Linked DNA regions of Anas platyrhynchos: region 2 is linked to region 1. The links are chromatin contacts, called in public Hi-C maps. All regions are on one chromosome and are shown on one strand. Each heading gives the region's core, a stretch centred on a gene start, on an enhancer-like site or on the middle of the called end of the contact. The rest is flanking DNA. Distances are from core to core; before and after follow the strand shown. Region 1 overlaps MAP2K4 (mitogen-activated protein kinase kinase 4). Region 2 holds the start of TMEM220 (transmembrane protein 220).

Region 1 (5,069 bases), core at 1,710-4,209:
GGTACATCTCACTGGCCTTCAGCCACCTCTAATGGGGATCTCAGGCATGACTGAGTTTTTCACAAGGTGCTGGCCAGGGGAGTACAGAGATGTAGATTGAGTCAAGACAGACACATTCCGAGGTGCTCTGCTTCTGTCCCAATCTTTCAGCCATTAACGGCTATTTCACGACATCTCCTCAATGTTCACTGAGATGACCTCTCCCAGAAGATCTCTTTCTCTCCAAAGCAAGCAGCTGTCTTTTTATGCTCATTCAGCATGGCCGGGGTCTGTTCTCTGCTGCTGACCCCACCCCATGCTCATTTTCAGCAACATGACTGGCTTGCTTTCGATGGATGGGAAATGGAAACGTGAAGCTTTGAGCTGCAGGTGCCAGAATCAGGTTTGGAATGTGCTGTGGCATGGATGGCTGTACAGGACAGGTCTGGTGTATTAAAAAAAATTACTATGAACTATTAAGGGTGTACCATTTATTAAGATGTATCTTTATTAAAAAAAAAAAAAAAAGTGTATAGTGTTCAGAAGCTGTGAAAATAGTGTAAGAACTGTACATTGTGAACTCTGGTTATTTTTTTTTCTTGTACCATAGAAAAAAATGTATAAAAAATTATCAAAAAGCTGATGTGCAGGGATGTTGCCTTATTGTCTGTAAAATGGAGCTCAGGAACATAACCGCTTCAGAGAGCTTCAGAGTACTTTATCTGGTATCCTGGTTGGACTTCCTCCTCTATTTAAGATATTATACATGGATCAGAGCGTTTATGTAATAGACTATCCTTTTGCCTGCAGGTCAGTTGTAATAAAACTAGGATGTGACCGTGACCTTGTTATTTTCATTTTGTAAGGTCAGACATAAATGGGAAGAGGTATTTAAAGCTGTTGAAATACTTAACTTCCAGGCCCTCCCTCCGGGTGGAAGTGGCTGTACAGGAGTAAAGCAGGCTTTGGTTAGAAACTGCTTGTGCTAAAATATATATATATATATATATATATATATATATAAAGCATAGGACGATCTGGAGATCTGGATATATTTTCTTTCTTTGGAAGACTTCTGAGAATTCAGCAGCTCCTCTGTGCTCTTGGAGTGTGAGCCCTGTTTGCTGCACTGGGAGCAGTGATAGGATCTGGTGGCTTGAGACACCTTGTCCCTGTGAGGAGGGCAGGTGACTGTGCCCACAATCTGGGGATAGAGCAGCTGATGCTCACAGCCTTGTAGGCTTATTTTATTTTAATGTGAGCTGTCACTGTCTGCAATGTTCAGATGACTTGAGGGTATTGAGTCCTGAGTAATTCCTACTGCCAAGAATCCTGGTGCTGGGATAAGTGTCTCCTGCCTGGAAGCCATGGAGGGCTTGGAAACCATCCAGGTAGGTGAAAAGAACTGGACCCCAGCAGCTCCACCAGGAAAGAAGATGGTGTCTGGGCAGAGGGACCATCCACAAGTGCCTGCAATGCTCAAAGTGGCTGGATGGGACCACACCAGGAGTGCGGGATTGGTGAGAGGGAGAGCACAAACATACTGGCAGGGATCGTTGGTCACACGTAACACAACTCAGGACTAGAAGTACTTACGAACTGGTGGAGCAGCAGGACATTGGCTCTCACAGTGTTCCTTCACTTGGAGGCTGAGAATTTTGTCAAGAGAAGGAAAGGCAGGCAATGGAGCTGAAGAAAGGCTTGCTACATAGAGATACATGATGTGATAGGTTTGAGGTGGTTGAAATCTGTCAGCTTAAATAAATTCAGTGGTTCCATCACATCAAAGTGTTGGTTTTTTTTTTTTTGTTTGTTTGTTTGTTTGATGTTTAATTGATTTGTTTTGTTTTTTGAAGTTTCCTGTTCACAGCACAATACCTGGGACATTTTTGGACCACTTGCTGTCCTCACTCTTCAGCCAGAATTCAAGACTGCTGCTGATTTAGTGATCTCCAGGCAGAAGATAAAATCCACTACACACTGGGGTAAAAGTCCTTTCCTGCTGGGCAGATACTGGAGCAGCTCATCACCTCATAGCTCCACAAATGGGAGTTGCCCTGGGATTGTGTTCCTTTTGCACCACAACCTTCGTGTACTAAGACCCGTGCCTGAGCCGTGACACAGTTGCTGCTCCTTCAAGCGTTGGACCACCCCAGCATTCCTGGTCTGAATGAGCTGTGATGGCTTCTTCCAGCCCTGGAGCTAGGGATCCCCCCATGGCCAACATGACCAGGTCCACATCTCAGCTCTTGCTTTCCCTCTGTAGCACTGCATGGGCTCTGAGGGTGCCCCAGTCTCTGCAGGCGGTGCCGAGCTGAAGAGTAACACTTTCAGCTGATTGACAGGGAGACTTTGAGCTGCTGGCTACTGTCCCTGTGCCCAGTGGTGCACCCTGACACCTCATACCACTTCCTCATATCTTTGTGCCTATCTGCAGGGCTGAGGTGCTCCTGATATCTTCACCAAGCATTATATAGCACACAGAAATTATATCTTTTCATTTACATTTATTATGTGTCTGTGGTACTCCAAAAGCAATTCAGATGAGTCCCAACTCCTCTCTGTGTGGACATAAGCAGTACACATGGACATGTGCAGTACCACCTATTCCCATGTGGAGTATTTTGAGTTTTGTAATCTATATTTCCATACATCTTCTGCTTTGGCTTCCCCTACCCTTCCTCCCCACCTCTTGTCTCCTTGAATTGCCTGGTACAAGTAAACAGGGTGCTGAGACCCAGCTTCCTCCCGGAGGCACTGCTTAGAATAAAAGCTCCATTTGCAGTCTGAGTCCCGAAGCAAATCACAAGCGTGGTCATTGCTTTCAACGTGTGAAGGATGCAGAGGAAGAATGAATGGCTGCTCTGAAGAACAGAAGTGAGCTCTTGATTTTTTACGTTGTGTTCAACGCTGTGCAAATGTGTCGAGAGCAGGCTGAAGCACAAACTCCCCCTCCTGGCGATACAGCGTACCACTGCTGTGCTGGGAATAGAATACAGAGCTGGCCGCTTGGCGTGTCTGTCAGGCAGAATGTGAACACAAGCCGTTATCCTTATATGTATCCCGGACAGGAGGGCTGGCCAGGTCCGACTGCCAGGAGAAAACCAGTTTCTCCAACCGCTTGTTACTTCAAGCTGCAACCCTCTGCTCAGCTGGCATGCAGCACCAGAGTGCCAGGTGCAGGGACGTTACTTTGCAGGTGGAGCTGTGGCAACTCTCCCAAAAGCACATGCAGGATCTGAAAGCAGGAAGGGTGAAAGGATTTGGTGTACATAAAGGCTGAGTGCTCACATTAGAGTAGATGCTACACTAGAAAGCTGTTGGAGGTGTTCTGTGTGACCCTAACACCTCGTTAGACACCAGACACCTGCTCTGGTTCATTGTCGACAGTGATCTGTCCATTTTTTTTCCATTTTTTTCCCATTATTGACATGTCAGCCACCTCAGACAGAAATAAAAGAAAAAAATAGGGGTGAGAAAAATCCAGATCCATCTTTTTTTTTTTTTTTTTTTTTTTTTTTTTTTTTCCTCTGCTTCTGGGAGGAAAAATAACTTTCATGGCCAACAATGGAGGACGTCTCACCTTTGGCCAGATGGGAATGCAGCTTTTTGGATAGAGATGCAGTTAGATAATAATGCAGCAATCCAGATTATGTTCAATCAGCTTATTTTGAGAAGAGGAAGAGATCCTGCCTGGCCTCCCAGGGAAAATAAGTTTCCCATCAGATTCAAGATGGACTGAGATCCTGTCCTGTGCAGCACACCAAGCAGTTCCACAATGAACTGACTACAAGTGATTTGACTTGAGAGACTGTTGTGTGTTTATGAGGCCTGCCAGATAATTGCAGAACTGGTTCATGAGCCACCCAGTTCACGACCATTTTTAGTCCCACAGACCCTGGAGTCATACTGAAATCTCAGAGGTAGACAGAAGACCAGGAGTGCTGTTCCATGCCAACAAGTGCACCTCAACAAGTTGAAGATGCTTTAAGAGAAAATACCAAAACACAGAAAACTGTGCGTGGTGGGCTGTTGTACCACAACCTTTTGCATAGCTCAGACAACGTCTGTTCTCTTAGCCCCCCGCAGCAGGATCATGTGCTTCTTTCTCTTTTTCCATTTGCACCTGAGCTTATGCTGGAAAAACAAGGGGAAAATAAATGAGGAAGGACAGAAACAGATCCACATCCTGGGACTCCACATCACAATGATTTACTGAAGACATTTGAAATTAAGCTCAATTTAAAGAGGTTGGTGGAAACCTTATTGAAATCCAGCCAATTCCAGTTTCCTGTGAAAATGCCAGTGTGGCTGACTTCACTTTTTTTAATGGAATCACTGTCAGCAGTACATTTCTAGTGAATCTTGCTGGAGCCACTTTGCATGTTGCTGGCTATACTTGGCACCAGAAAGGGGAATTACTTGGATGGGCCCATACAGTGGGAGTGGGAGAATTTCAAGTGTCCCTGCAGAGAATTTTCTTACCACATGAGCAACTCGGGAGACACTCAGTGGCATCTACTGAGGTCTTGTACTTTTGTTTTTAGAGCTTCTGGAATAGTTTAGCTTGCCTGGAGCTTTTCTTCAGTTTGTTTAGCTGTAACAGCAACTATCTAATGACAGCATGATCATTACTTGCTTTGTTTTAGCTTTCTTACAATTGTGTGATGTAACACTGTTACATACATATTTTGTAACTACTAATAATGAGTAGTTATTCTGTGTAGAAAGATAGATCTATGACTCTATAGTCAAATGCAGTGTAGAAGACTATAGACATGGGATGACATTAGGGGCCTGAAGAAACAGGCACAGGATGAAGCCATAGACCCAGGTCTATAGACAACTCACCAGTGGCCAGTCATTGGTCATCAAAGGAATGCTTTTTTTTTTTTTTTGGGGGGGGGGGGGGGGAGATAAGGTAACACCAGCCTTAAACAAAGATGAAGAACATATGTAGAACAAAGAATGTACATTAAATTCAAATGTAATGTGGAATTATAGACCACCTATATGAAGAATGAGCAACTGAAGACCATATTAGGAAAGGTATAAAAATGACACACACACCCCTTTCCTTACAGACAATT
Region 2 (5,069 bases), core at 1,563-4,062, 110 kb before region 1:
ATCTAACCTTTCACCAGTGATCACGACAAACATTGACATCTCTGCCTGTGGGCTGGGGACTGATGTTTTAAAGACAGAAAAAGAGATGTGAAAAATCTGAACGGACCCACAGATTTTTATGGTTTACCATGTTCATCCCCAAGAGCTCATGGCAGAGAGGTGAGCAAATGATACAGGCAGTGCTTCATCTGTTCCCAACAATGTCAACAGCAAACACCACAAAGTAAAAAGTAGCCTTTCCTAGTCATTGACCTCTCCAGGAAAGCATTAAAGATGATGGGCTGCCAAAATTCATGAACTTGGTATGACCTAACTTCGTAACTGATCCTACAGTAAACTGAACTTACTGCATCTCTGCAGAGGCTGAATCGGAATCTTCCATGGACATGAATGATAAATATCACTTGTCAAATTTACATAAATGTCAAATTACACAATTGTGCTATTTTAATATTTATTTCTTAGAAATCATGGTGCAAGTAACAAATTTGTAAGTTTAATTTGCAGATTCTCTTGATCAGCCAAATGCCATTATGTTGAGGCTACACCTACCATACAAATAGACCTCCTCTGAAATATTCAACATCATAGATGGGTTTTGGTTTTATGAATGCTGCCACTTTGTGTGCCTAAGGTACCTAGAATGGTGAGATAGTGTAAGAGTGTGGTTTGTGACAATAACATGTACTCTTGAGGATTTTCCTTTCTGGTATAAGTATGGTTTTAGTTTGTCCAGATTAAGTATTCACCCAGCTAAAACACAGTCACTTTTTGTATATCAAGAGTGGTCATTTTAAAATTATCTCCAATGGATTAAAACGCACACACAAATGAATTTTCTGGAGTCCTGGACCAAATCTGATCTGACCAGTTCTTTCAACATATCATATGGTGTTAGCCCTCAGCATGCAATGTTGGAAAGTCAGTCATAGCATGGACTGCAAGTCCCCACCACTGCCCTTCCTCTCTTTGGAGCAGCTGTATTACAGCTAATGCGTGATACTAAACAAGACCTTTAGCTCTTTCAAACCATTGCGCTGAGCTTAATTTCTTTTATATGAGATAGATAAGCAAAAACACAGCTTTAGAACAGGAAAGCCATGTTGATTAGACTATGTGCTAGGGTCAACATCAGAGACAGGTTCAGAACGTGCTCCCAGACTTGTGCTCTATGTGCTCCACTTATTCCATGACTGCTTAAACCAGGGTGCAGTCGAAGAAGCAGGCCTTTATGCAGGCCTCCTGGGTTTGCTTGCAGCAAGTTCAACTACAAGTACTAAAGCAAAGACCAACTTTTGTAGAAGCAGGTACCACAGCTTTCTGCCCTCAAAAAATGCAGTAGGACATGTTTCCATGCAGCCTGATCTTAATCCGTGACTCAATGAAAACAAACTTTCTGGAGGCAAAATTTGAGTAGAGATTCTGTTTTACACACCAATACTATACCTGTTACTGAGGGGTTAAGGCCAACAAGCAGTGTAAGAGCAGCTGGCACCAAGTAGATAACCTGTTAATGAAACACAAGTATACTCAACAGCAAAATTTTTGAGGGTAAGGAAACAGAAGCAGTCACCCATACCAGCACTTCTTTTCTACAGCAGTTTGCCAGATGCACAGAACAGCCATACAACTCTGTCCCTCTGGCATGCCCTGGTACTGCTAGTGCTCTTCTGAGTGCAGCAGCAAGCCAGCGCTTCCTTACTCACCACCCAAATCCTTGCACAGCACAGCTGTGAGACAGTCAGCTGAGCACCAGTCCTTGTGCCTTGGCTTCAGGCTTACCTAAGCTCTTGCTGCCCAATCAGCCCGCTGCACCAGCCCTGAGCTGCAGTGTGGTCCCCAGGGAGAGTCCCTGTAAGAAACATTCCCCTGCGCCATGACCTCTGCCTGTGCTGGGTGGGAGCAGAAGCAGCCTCTGCTGCCACATCCCAACCCCGCCACTATCAGCTGGGCTCATCTGCACAAGGGATGTACCGGCCGTGCATGGACATGGAGAAGACAGGGACTATCCCCACCTACCCAGTGGCTCCTGACAGTACAGAGAGACCCCCCCGGGCCCCTGCAGCTCAAAGCCTTGCTCATACTGATCCAAGGCCACTGGTGGCTGTTCCCATGCCTGAGAATGACAGGAGTGGGCAGAGAGGTGCGAATTTTCTTTAGGTTTCTTCTGAGACTCAAGGGTCCCTGCTGAGGTCAGTGGTGACAGAAGGTGAGCTAAGGCAAGCACAGGTGATGACGGAGACCTGGTGGTGACAAGGTCAGGAGGCCTAGAGCCCAGGCAGGGGGGAATCAGAGGTTTGGTGCTCTGCACGCTGGGGGCAGAGCCTCAACCCCAAGCAGACAGCCCCGCAGAGCACAGCACCTACCTTCCGCCCTGCGTCACGCTCCAGCCCCTACTCACCACCCACAGCCCGGCGTCGGGGTCGTTCACCTGCAGCGAGAAAACGCAGGCTGAGCCTCTGCACCCTCTGTGCGGGCTGGGCCGGGCTCGGCAGGCGGGACAGGGCAGGGAGCAGAGTGTGGGGACCCCAGCCTGCCTCGGGTCGCACCAGTGCCCGGGCCCACCGAGGCCTAGGGCAGCCCCAGGCCCTCGCCCACTGCCCTCACCTGCACGGCAGCCGCCAGCCCGAAGAAAGTGGCCATAAACAGGTTGCAAAGCTGCCACAGCCGCCCCGCCAAGCTACCGCGCGCCATGACCGGCGCCAGCCTCCGCCTACCGCTTGCAGACGGACGGCCGCTGAAGCCGCGCGTTCACCGCCCCGGGCCCGCCCGCTGGGCTGGCTGCGGCCGCCCTAAGGGGACGGCCAGAGGAGAGGTGCGGGGGCGTTCTCTGCTCGCGAGAGTCAGATGATATACCAAAGGGCAGGGGGCACAAGTGGTTGGGCTTGGAAGGTGTTGACCTCTGTCCCCACCAGGAGGGTCGTGCAGCCTGCCACAGGTCGCCAGACAGGCTGTGCAATCTCTGGCTTTGGAGGTTTCTGAGGCTTGCTCCCCTGATCTGCTGTTGGTGATAATCCTGCTTCAAGTGACATGTTGGGCTAGAGATGTTCAGACATTCCTTCACACCATCACGGCCATGTTTCTGAAAAACTCGTATATGGAAGAAAATTAGATCTTCGCCCCATGAAATAAACATGAAAAACCTATACAGTAAGACTTCTAAGTAGCTATGCAAAAGCATAAATCCTTCAAGAGGGGCCCTGCAGCCCTGCAGTCCCTGCCTGAGCTATGCTGTAGCTATGCCCATCTCTGGCTCAGCCACAGCCACGTCTGTGTTTGCCTGCAGAGCCTACTGGGAAGAAAGATTCACGTATATTAATCTTGGTGGCAGGTATCTGAAACAGGATTTTTTTTTTTTTTTTTTTGGCTACTGTAGAAATAACTAAGCCTGCTGACAGCTGGCATCACAGAAGAGAAGGATGTCATTCCCAGTGAGCTTCTCACAGGCATCTTGTCTTTTCCAAAAGCCATGAACGGAGACAGCTCTAGGTATCACAGATTGGAAATTTGATGATCTTGAAGAACCACGGGTATACGAGAGGAATAGCAAGTGAGGGATAAAAGGAGGCTTTTTTTTTTTTTTTTTCCAGCCAGGAGATTGGGATTTAAATCACTGTTTTTGTAACGACCCTATAGTCTAGGATTCATTTTATATTTAAGAAGACATCCAGTCTTTTTGTATTGTCTGGACAACAAAAGGGATATACTCAGAAAAAACAGTACTTCCTCATCATTTCCTGATCATTTATCACCCAAAGTGACAATTATTTACAAAATGAAAGGGGATTCTTAAGAAATATATCTACTGTGTCCATCTACCAAAGCTGAGTATCTGCCAGATTATTTCTCCCACTGGTTTCAGTAGCAGCATTCAGCCCCACGCAGAATTAGTTCTCACTGAACTGTTATGTGGAAGACACATGAATACATTTGTGGAGGGAATTAATGTTCACCTTGTCCTGTTATTTGTAACCATCTCTTCCCTTGAGCGGGTTATGAGAAATGAAATTACTGTGGAGAATGTCAGAGAAGTAAGAGCCCTCTTTGTAAATGGCTGCCATTGTTACAGCTCCACTGAGTAGGCTTTATGGCTCATAATAATTGTGTTATTCTGTATATTAGACAATTGCTGGCAGCTGCAGGCATAACAGTGGGCCATGTCCAATATAACTAAATCCCTCTAAATATTTAAATTGATTCACACTCCCATCCTGAAGCTCAGAAAAATTAAACTGCTCTCTACTGGTGCCCTTAAAACTTTCCTATTAAGCATTCTGGGAAAGGAGTACCAATGCTTAGAAAAGCTGGAGGACTACAATCCAACAGGATACGTATATTTTGTTCTCCTCTTACCAAACCCAGCTTGAAGTGTGGATTTGCAAGAGCAACAGGCAAAATGTCCCTGCAATTTTTCAGTAGGTCCCCAGGTAGCTGCATTCCCTTGGTGAGGCACCAGGAACTACACTGTATGACTGGTTCATCTTTTTAAGGACACGAGACTTCACCAGAAGGCATGTGGTCATGATTTTCTTTGTGGTGCAACCTCTGCCTCCAGATCTTCAGTCCATTCCCCTCACCTAATGGAAAGAAGGTGTATCAGGCTAGAAAACAGAAATGTCAAGGCCTTTTAGCTGGATAAGAAATTATAGTGGTGTTAGTAAGAATAAGAGAGATTAATATAAGACAGAGTATGTCTTTTGTTAGAGCAATTTATATGATAGAAAAATAAAGGTAGAGATGGTTTTCAGGCACACCACTCTTTTCAGGTGGGAAAAAAAGGTGTGAATTTCTGTCCATTTCCTCCAACCATATTAGCTGGTCTTGCAAAAAGAAATCTCAGCTGTGATGAACTCTGACTGATTCCTTTGTCCTGTTACAAGTTACTGCACACACCTTGTGAGAAACACTCCGTAGCCAATAACTTAGGCTCAGGCGAGGATCTCAGTGAAGTAGTAATTTATTCACGATTGCAATGGCTGGCGCTCCACAAGCAGGAGAGAGCGCCTCTACTAGTTCCAAAACACAGTTTATATACTTTTTGATGACAGGACCCTCCCCTGTTTCCTCAC

Evidence for each region. Hi-C and Micro-C count contacts between places; a contact is called where the count stands out from the background.
Region 2: a Hi-C map of subcutaneous adipose tissue shows a contact between it and region 1, with 2.8 times the contacts expected there. The contact joins the promoter of TMEM220 here to the enhancer-like site in region 1. A contact is called at or near these places in 5 of 8 Hi-C or Micro-C datasets (F1 follicle, F5 follicle, skeletal muscle and 2 more).

What each region holds. Positions count from the first base shown.
Region 1 is chr19:12,168,476-12,173,544 of IASCAAS_PekinDuck_T2T, reverse strand. It overlaps MAP2K4 (mitogen-activated protein kinase kinase 4), which reads left to right. Exons shown (of 13, transcript XM_027471520.3): 13 at 1-822. Among named protein-coding and RNA genes, the nearest start is that of MAP2K4, 100 kb to the left of the region's middle. Within about 2 kb of position 2,959, at least 2 of the 8 cell types and tissues checked have an H3K27ac peak or open chromatin away from gene starts, as enhancers often do. A contact at or near this core is called in F1 follicle and subcutaneous adipose tissue, where this site is marked.
Region 2 is chr19:12,278,473-12,283,541 of IASCAAS_PekinDuck_T2T, reverse strand. TMEM220 (transmembrane protein 220) reads right to left here and starts at 2,812. Exons shown (of 6, transcript XM_072025822.1): 1 at 2,608-2,812; 2 at 1,447-1,507. The coding sequence starts at 2,694.